Regions from separate parts of the Mus musculus genome. Here region 1 is linked to region 2. Evidence: chromatin contacts called from public promoter capture Hi-C data. All regions are on one chromosome and are shown on one strand. The core of a region is the stretch at or near the end of the contact, and the rest is flanking DNA. Distances in the headings are between cores, read along the strand shown.

The links. Promoter capture Hi-C pulls out the DNA fragments that hold promoters and counts their contacts.
Region 1: a promoter capture Hi-C map of macrophages shows a contact between it and region 2, with 9 read pairs. The contact joins the promoter of Galm here to the enhancer-like site in region 2. A contact is called at or near these places in 3 of 39 promoter capture datasets (frontonasal cranial neural crest, macrophages and second pharyngeal arch cranial neural crest), 2 of 15 datasets of contacts at CTCF or cohesin (CD8 T cells and the NIH/3T3 cell line), 15 of 484 Hi-C or Micro-C datasets (CD4 T cells, bone marrow-derived macrophages, cerebral cortex and 8 more), 9 of 115 datasets of contacts at active chromatin or transcription factors (CD8 T cells, bone marrow-derived macrophages, embryonic fibroblasts and 4 more) and 4 of 9 other capture datasets (adipose tissue, bone marrow-derived macrophages, liver and 1 more).

The regions. Positions count from the first base shown.
Region 1 is chr17:80,126,063-80,130,221 of GRCm38.p6, reverse strand. Galm (galactose mutarotase) reads right to left here and starts at 2,751. Exons shown (of 7, transcript NM_176963.4): 1 at 2,317-2,751. The coding sequence starts at 2,506.
Region 2 is chr17:80,081,924-80,085,824 of GRCm38.p6, reverse strand. It overlaps Gm41626 (a long non-coding RNA gene), which reads left to right. Exons shown (of 3, transcript XR_876986.1): 2 at 410-538. Among named protein-coding and RNA genes, the nearest start is that of Gm41626, 13 kb to the left of the region's middle. Within about 2 kb of position 2,409, at least 29 of the 459 cell types and tissues checked have an H3K27ac peak or open chromatin away from gene starts, as enhancers often do. A contact at or near this core is called in bone marrow-derived macrophages, cerebral cortex, macrophages and 2 more, where this site is marked.

The DNA of each region.
Region 1 (4,159 bases), core at 1,502-4,001, 44 kb before region 2:
GTCCGTCTTCACACAGCACCAAGAAGATTTTAAAAGCTTTGATTGGGTGAAGCCATAGGCTGGCGATGCTCAACCTTCCTAAGGCTGGGACCCTTTAAGATAATCTCTCATGTTATGGTGACCACCCCTCCCCAGCACAAAATTATTCCGTTGCTACTTCATAACTGTAATTTTGCTACTACATTTAATCATAATTTAAATATGTGACATATAGGTTATCTGACATGGAACCCACAAAGGAGTCTAGACTCACAGAGTGAGAGCCACGGCTCCAGGCTCCAGAGCCTTCTCAGTCACCAGGTAGCTCAACAAGAGACCGGCTGGGGCGCTAGTAAAGGCCTAAGAGTTGGCGCCTTTTGTCTAGAGTTTTTGTGAATAGGATAATCTGTTCACTAAGCCTCCAACAGGCACCCGGACGACAATGAATAGCTTCACAATTATTACTTCCGTGCCTGTAAGGAAAACTGGTGCTACCTGGGTGGGATGTCACCTCAGCTCACATTTCATAATGACTTCAAAGACATCTTGAGATTTTAGCTCAGGTCTCCCGGACTCTTACCTCCAAACTGAAAGTGGCCTGGAGTGAGGGTGGTTGGTATGTCTCTGGTCGCTGTAGGGTGGTGGGTTGTGCCCCTCTGCATGCCCAGTGAGGCAGAGACAGATGAAAAGAGCAGGTTCCCACCTGCTACCTCTAATCTCTTCCTGGTTCTGGAGTTCTAGGCCTCATATCAGATTCCCCCTCCACTCCACTGTAAATAATCTCTTGGCGATTTTATTTCAGCCCACAAAGGGGCTATTTTCCTAGCATAGAGGAGTGACTCTGTAGTTTCTAAAACTTTCTCCATCACCTGTCTGAATATAGAATGAGGAGCCAAGTCTCCACACCTTCCCACCAGCCTGTCTCTTATAACAAACAGCCTTCTCAATTAAGTTACCAAAGAAATTCTGCTGGGGGAAAAATAATAATCTTCAGGGCTGTGGAGGCTCCAGGACAACAAAGACATAAAGACAGCCAGCCAAGAAGAGAACATAAAACTCAGCAATCCTCTTATAATGCGTTTTGACAAGATGGGGGGGGGGCACATTAATTGCCTAAGGGACAAGTAAAAAAAAAAAAGTAAATAAGACAGGGTTTTCCTGTTGATCCCAAATGAAGAGCCAGGTTAAACATATGAAGAACCAGTTAGGTAGAAAAGGAACCACAAGGAAAACCTCAAATCCCCTTTTGTGGTACAAAGTTTGTTTACACCCATTACTGAGCAGAGCGAATTCATTCTCTTTCCATTTGCCCATTTTACTTCAGGGTTTGTTTTCTGTCTGGTTACGTGCAATGCTAAGGAATGGCAAGATATAATTTTTTCTCCTGCTGCAAATCAAACCGCAATCCAATGATTTAATTATGTAACTATTGAGCTAAAGTCTGAGCTCCGCGCCCCGCCCTCCCCCCCCCTCCGTAAACTGCAAGTTGAAAATGACCTTTGTCTATCTTGTTGAGTCCACTGCATTAACAGAGCTGTAAATGCATAAATTAAGATAAAACCTATGCGTGGATCAAGATGAAACGGCTGGCTCTTGCTCCAGGACAGCTTAGGCAGAACGAGGCCCTGTCCATTTAAAACAAAACAAAACAAAACAAAACAAAAAAACCCCACAAACACAAACAAAACAGACAAACAAAAACAAAAAGACATGCTGCGAATTGCGCAGCTGATCCTGATGACTATGTCCACGTCTTAGGAGGCCTTATTTCTACCCCTTTCATTGAGAACATGTTTCTGAGCAGATGAAGGACATTGTGCCCTACCTACATTGACCACAACAGCCAAGCAATCTGATGGGTTTACATCAGTCCTAAATTCTAAAGCATTTCTGCTCAAGGAGCCCTCAGAGAAGATTTGACAAGAGAAAGAAGGGAGATAGTAGCAGGCGCCCGTCCGTCTTTGATTTTCATTCCTCAGAAAACCACAAGCGAGGAATACATGCAAACCGCCCTGTGCCCCACAGTTCTAAGCTCATTCCAGGGAGTTGGTCTTTCTCAGCTGACTTCCTCGTGAACAGTGACAAAGTCTGACTAAGGGGGGCCAAGTCCTACAGCTATTTGGATTAGATCCGGTTTTTTTTTCCAACCTCAAAATCCTGTTAAGTGGCTTACATGAGCCCGTTCACGCGCTTCCAAGTAAGACTGCTCCAAGCTTGGGGACCTCAGTCAGGTCCCGTGAGTGACTGGAAGAACCCAGTGTACACAGGATCAGGAGTGTGTGCGGGCCTGTTTGACAGGCCAAACCGTTTAGCAGTCCTGGGCAGGACGCGACCCACCTTCCAATTCCGCAAAGCCAAGCACCACGTCTGAGGCTTTCCCCTGCCTGTCTTTGACCTGCAGAGCAGTGATCGTGCAGCCCCATGAGATGATGTCCACACTCAGCTGGTCTGACCGAAGCTGGAATTTCTCCACTGTCCCTCCCCCCGAGGGCAGCTCTCCAAACACGGTTCTGGTCACCGAAACCATTGGGAAAGTTCAGGGTGTGCAGCTTCTCCTTGCTGTTCAAACTCTAGCCTGGATCACGTTTGGAAAGATAAAGTTCCCGGGAGAAGGGGAGGAACTCAGACTAACTCCTCCCCTTTATTGCCTGGATTTAAACAGTTGACCACTCCTGGGGTCGGGGAAAATGCTCCGATGCCTTTTTAAAATTTTTCCTTTATCCGAGGTAACTGAGAAGCAAACTTTCCAGTTGAGTTTGCTGGTCTTTTCCTTCTCTAACCCTGACTGCAGTGCATGTCGGGAATAGTAGTCTTTAAGAAAATTGCAATTGCATCTTGGGGCATGTAGTTTAAAACGAACCAACTTTATTTTGCGCAGGTGCGCGCGCGTAAGGCATCTTTAGGGGGTCAAAAAAAGTCTCTCTCTCTCCTCTCCTCTTCTCTCTCTCTCTCTCTCTCTCTCTCTCTCTCTCTCTCTCTCTCTCTCTCTCTCTCTCTCTCTCTCTCTCTCTCTCTCTCTCTCCTCTCTCTCTCTCTCTCTCTCTCTCTCTCTCTCTCTCTCTCTCTCTCTTTCTCTCCTTTCCTCCTTTCTGAAAAGGTTCTCTCTTGTCCCTAATGGGCTCTGAAGAAACACATCTGGTGGGCAGGCTTGGAGGCCCGCTCCTTTACCTACTTTTCATCATCTCTTGGGCCATTCTGGTGTGGATTATCTGGGACTAGATTTAAAGAAACTGAAGGTTTGATGGCTAAGTCTGACGTTTCTCCTTTGTTGGCCTAGGATTAGGAAAGTGTTATTAGGATCCTCAGTAAGATCATGAGATTAAAATACCTCAGTCTTTCATTGCTTAATCTACAGCTCTAGATGGATTCTGGCTCTAGGAAGAAGAGGTCTGGGAGCCTAAAGACGTGTATAACTCAGTCTATCTGTATTTCTGGTCTTGATTTAGACACGGTGAGGGTGGAAACGCATCTGTGGTTAGAAAAACAGGAGAACTGAGCTCATGTTCCTGTAATCAAATGCCAATAAACAACTGTCTCACTCGTTTCTGACTGTGAAATATGAAGGAATCTTAAGCATTCATGCTACAAAGCCTCAATTATCCCTCTCGAAATTCGGGAAACTCTGATAGGAAAGAAAAAGAGCTTGCAGCAGGCTTTATTAAAGTACAATATCTAATATCAAAAAGACCCAAACAAGTCAAATTACAGACTGTGCGTCCCCTCACACAATAACCCAAAGGCACTCTTGTACACTGCTCATCACACACTCTTACAGACTCTGCAAGTCTCCTCAGCCCACTTACCGTGTGTGCCTGACTTATACACAGGCCCTTTCAACAACACTGTGCTAGCAACGATGCCTGAGAACCCTCTTCTGTGAGTGGGAAGACCACAGTTTTTATTTCTCAGCCTCCAGTTCTCAGTGTTCTGCCAAGCTCATGCTGCCAAGGGAAGAAAGACACCTTGGGTGGCTAGCACCAAGTGTAACCAGAGACGTTCCTATTGCTTAACTTGGCGCATGAAGTGTACCATATTTCCCTAAGATGTACAGGGTACGGGTCTTGATTTTCTTTCCCTGTGGCTTTGAAGTATTTAGAATGGTAAACAAGACTACCTTGTGTGAGCTGCAAACCTTGCTCCTTTTTTAACCAAACAGTCCATTTTCTTAACCTCACATCAT
Region 2 (3,901 bases), core at 1,160-3,659:
AATACTTGTTTAAAAAAAAACAAGCAGTGAATGGAGCCAATTAGAAGGGCTGCTGGCTCCCCAGCTTCTCCCTAGCTCGGCCAGGGACTTTCTTGTATGAGAAGGAGGTTCTTTTGGGGGCAAGTTGATGGAGTGTTTGTTCACTTCTGGTTGTCCCAGACTCTCAGCTCTACCCAGAGGACAGAGAAATAGGTCTTTGAGAAGTCCCTGCTTTCCTCTGCTATCTACTTGCTAGGATTGGTGTGGTGGTTTGAATGAGATTGGTTCACATGTTTGAGTTGGTTGCTGCTTAAGTTGGTGGAACAGTTTGGTAAGGATTGGGAGGTGTGGCTTTGTTGGAGGAGGTGTGTTTCTAGGAAGTTTCAAGAGGCTTGTGTCATTCCAAGCTTGCTCTCTGTTTCCTGCCTAGGGTTTGAGATGTGTGCTCTCAGCTCCTGTTCCTTCTGCCTGCAGCCTGCTACCTCTGCTCTGCTATTGTGGATGCTAGCTCTCTAGAACTGGAAACCCAAAATAAACTCAGAGCAACAGCAATAGAAAAGTAAGTGATACAGCCTTGGGGGCGTGGCACACACCTTTAGTCCCAGCACTAAGGAGGCAGAGGCAGGCAGATCTCTGAGTCTGAGGCCAGCCTGGTCTGCAGAGGGAGTTCCAGAATACACAAGGCGACACGGAGAAACTCAGTCTTGGAAAACAAAGCAAAGCAAAATAAAATAAAACAAAATGTAACTGATACAGTTGCTATAATAATTACATGAAGTAGCTACATGTAAAGTCTTTATCTTATCCTGTTGCATGTTCAGAGATTCAGGGGGGCTCGTGGAGGCCATAGTCAGAGTAATAGGCAGGACTCAGGGAAGTTCTGCTGACACCAGCTTGAGGGTAATTTGGAAAGGGCAGTCAGGCACTTACACTGGGACATAGCATTGCAGACAGAAAACCCATGACTGAAAGTGAAGGGACAAAGCTATCGCCTCTATCAGTGGTGGCACAGTGTCCCCAGAGAGTCTGGAGGAGGGAACATTTTTACTTACTGTGCAACATTCTCAGAAAATACCAGCCAAGAATCTTGAATACCACCTGGATCCAAAGCTCCTTTATGCTACTGTCCCAGAGCCGTGCAGTTTTAATCCCTGGGCCAACATCTTGACTATGTCCCTGAGCACCTGTCCTCACGACTGTAAGAGCAGCTTTTCTTGGCATGGATCCCCAGACAAATGGCAGGCCGTGTAGCACGTTTCCAGCTCTAAGGTGGCACTGTGGGGACATATATAGCTAGCATTCAATCTGGCTTCCTCTTTCCCTCTGTCGCTTCCAAGAGGATGTGACTCCTGAAAAAACGCAGGAGTCATCTGGCACCGTGAGGGGGACTGTCGCTCTGCCGCTGCTGTAATTAGAACACTGAACCAAACCCTGCAGCTGCTTTTCCCATGTTCTAACTGTGTGGCAAAATAAAGTGCTAGGTATAAACCACTGTAGCCGAGAGTTTTGTTTCTTGTAGTTAAGGCATAATCGTAACTGATATGATATGGTTGGTATCATAGGGTAGCTATTCTGATCAGTTTCCTGAGTGGTTGTTAGGTATCTAGATAGGAAATTAGGTAGCTTTGGAGGTCATTGGGAATGGACTGCTCTCTCATGGACCCTATTTGCTGTTTACCTGATCCACACTAGAAAGGTAGACATCAGCTTTTCCTTTCCTTAAAGTTTAAATGCCTTATGAAAAGTTGGAGGTATCAGGGCTTTGTTAAAGTGCATTATGGGAGAACTTTTTTCTTCCTTCCTTTATTTATTTATTTAAAATCTAGTCTAGGTGTGGTAGTGCCCAACTTAGATCCAGCACTGGGGAGGCAAAGGCAGGAGGCTCTCTGTTTGAGTTTGAGGCCAACGTGGTCTACATAGTATTGCTCCAGGACAGCCAAGGCTACATAGAAACACTGTCTCAAACAAAACAAAACAAAACAAAACAACAACAACAACAACAAAAAACAAAACCTTTGGCCCTGGGTTGACACAGGACATTCTCACAGGACATTCTGATCTATCCCAAAGATGACAGCATCATATTCTATGGATCTTTATGTGTCTCTCAGTCACCTGTCCAGGAGACCACCCTCCGGAGCCTGCTTTCCCTGAAGGCAAGCAAAGGAGGTGGGGGGACTAAAGAGAGAGGCACTTATGTGTCCCAGAAGCCCCTCCGACACAACTGCTTGCAGATTTTAAATGTTAAGCCTGTTGGCTTTTCTGAGTTCTAACTCAAAGAGTCACGATTCCTTTTTCTTCTTTATTTCTTTTTCTCAAGCATGCTTTCCCTGACATTCTATATTTTCTTGTCGTTTCTCTAAGGACATGAACTTCCCCTGCACGAATTTCTCAAGCTGCTTGCCCAATTTCAAAAGCACGAGACTCTTCTGCTTCTTCTTCCACAGCTTGCGTGTTCCGTTTGGTTTTGCAATGTTTTTTGTTTTTTTTTTTCTCTAAAACTATAATAAAATGGGGTATGAAGACAGAAGGGGGGAGAGGGAGACAGACAGACAGAGAGAGAGTGAGTGAGAGAGGGAGAGAGAGAGAGAGAGGGAGAGAGAGAGAGAGAGAGAGAGAGAGAGAGAGAGAGAGAGAGAGAGAGTTCAGCTGCTAAAAGCACTTCCCATTATTACATAGGGCCTAGATTTGGTTCCCAGCACCTATATCTGGGCTCACAGCTCTGGCTGGCCTGATGCTGAATGTGTAGCCTGGTTTTAAATTGACAGAGACCCACCTACCTCTGTGTCCCAAGTGCTGGGATTAAAGGCACACACCACCACACCAGGCAATTACATTATAACTAGAGTTGGTTCATTATAGAAGCAAGAACGTTTTGACTTCAGATCTAAATACTCTTCTCCAAGAATCTGATTTTCATCAACTCTCATGATTGACTCATATAACAGGCTGTTGTTGTAGGACTGTGGCTGCAAAGTCTCTTCTGTAAGAGGATTGGGGAGCCTCTAATGTCAGAACCTGGGGGCTTTGTTTCTGTTTCCTTGACAATTTCTTGTTGAGAGATAAAACATTTCTAAAAGGACATTTGGGCTGGGCAGTAGTGGCACATGTCTTTAGTCCCAGTTCTTGGGAGGCAGAAGCAGGCAGACCTACCTGAGTTTGAGACCAGCCTAGTCTACAGAGTGAGTTCCTAGACAGCCAGAGCTATACACAGTGATACTCTGTCTCAACAAACAAACAAACAAATAAGCAAACAATTTGTTGGCTAGACGATGTGAGGCTAGCCTTTAATCCCAGCACTTGGGAGACAAAAGCAGATGGATCTCCATGAGGTCAAGACCAGCCTGGTCTATGTAGTATGTGTTCCAGGCCAGTCAGACTTTCCTGGAGATCCATTGTCTCAAAGAAAATCAACAAAAAAGGATCTGGAGAGATGACTCTGTGGCTGAGAACACCTACACGTATGTGTCTGTGAAGACATCAGTGTAAGGAGGAAGGGGGAGGCAGTTGGATTGATTGGGTCACTTACCCACTCTTGTAAAGACTATCTTATGGTCCTGGGAAGGGTTCAGTTTCAAATGGGATATATAACTTGGGTTCCTTGAGGGAAAGACGACTTCAAAAGTAAGGGGAAGGAGACCAGATTGGGTTTTAAAAAGGTAGGGTTAGTTATTTATTATAAATTCACTTACCAAGGGTGGGATAGAATCTTACCCTAATACTGGCTAGCGTGGTCTCTAACAGATTGTGTTGTCCAACATGACACTAACTTTCAGAATGAACATATAAATTTATTCTATTTTGTCTTATGTACATTTTAATTGGGAGTGATGATCATAGTTCCTGAAGGACTGGTGCCATTATAGCCTTGCTCTGGATGCTTCATAAATATGAAAATATAATAGCTAGCCAGGCAGAGGTG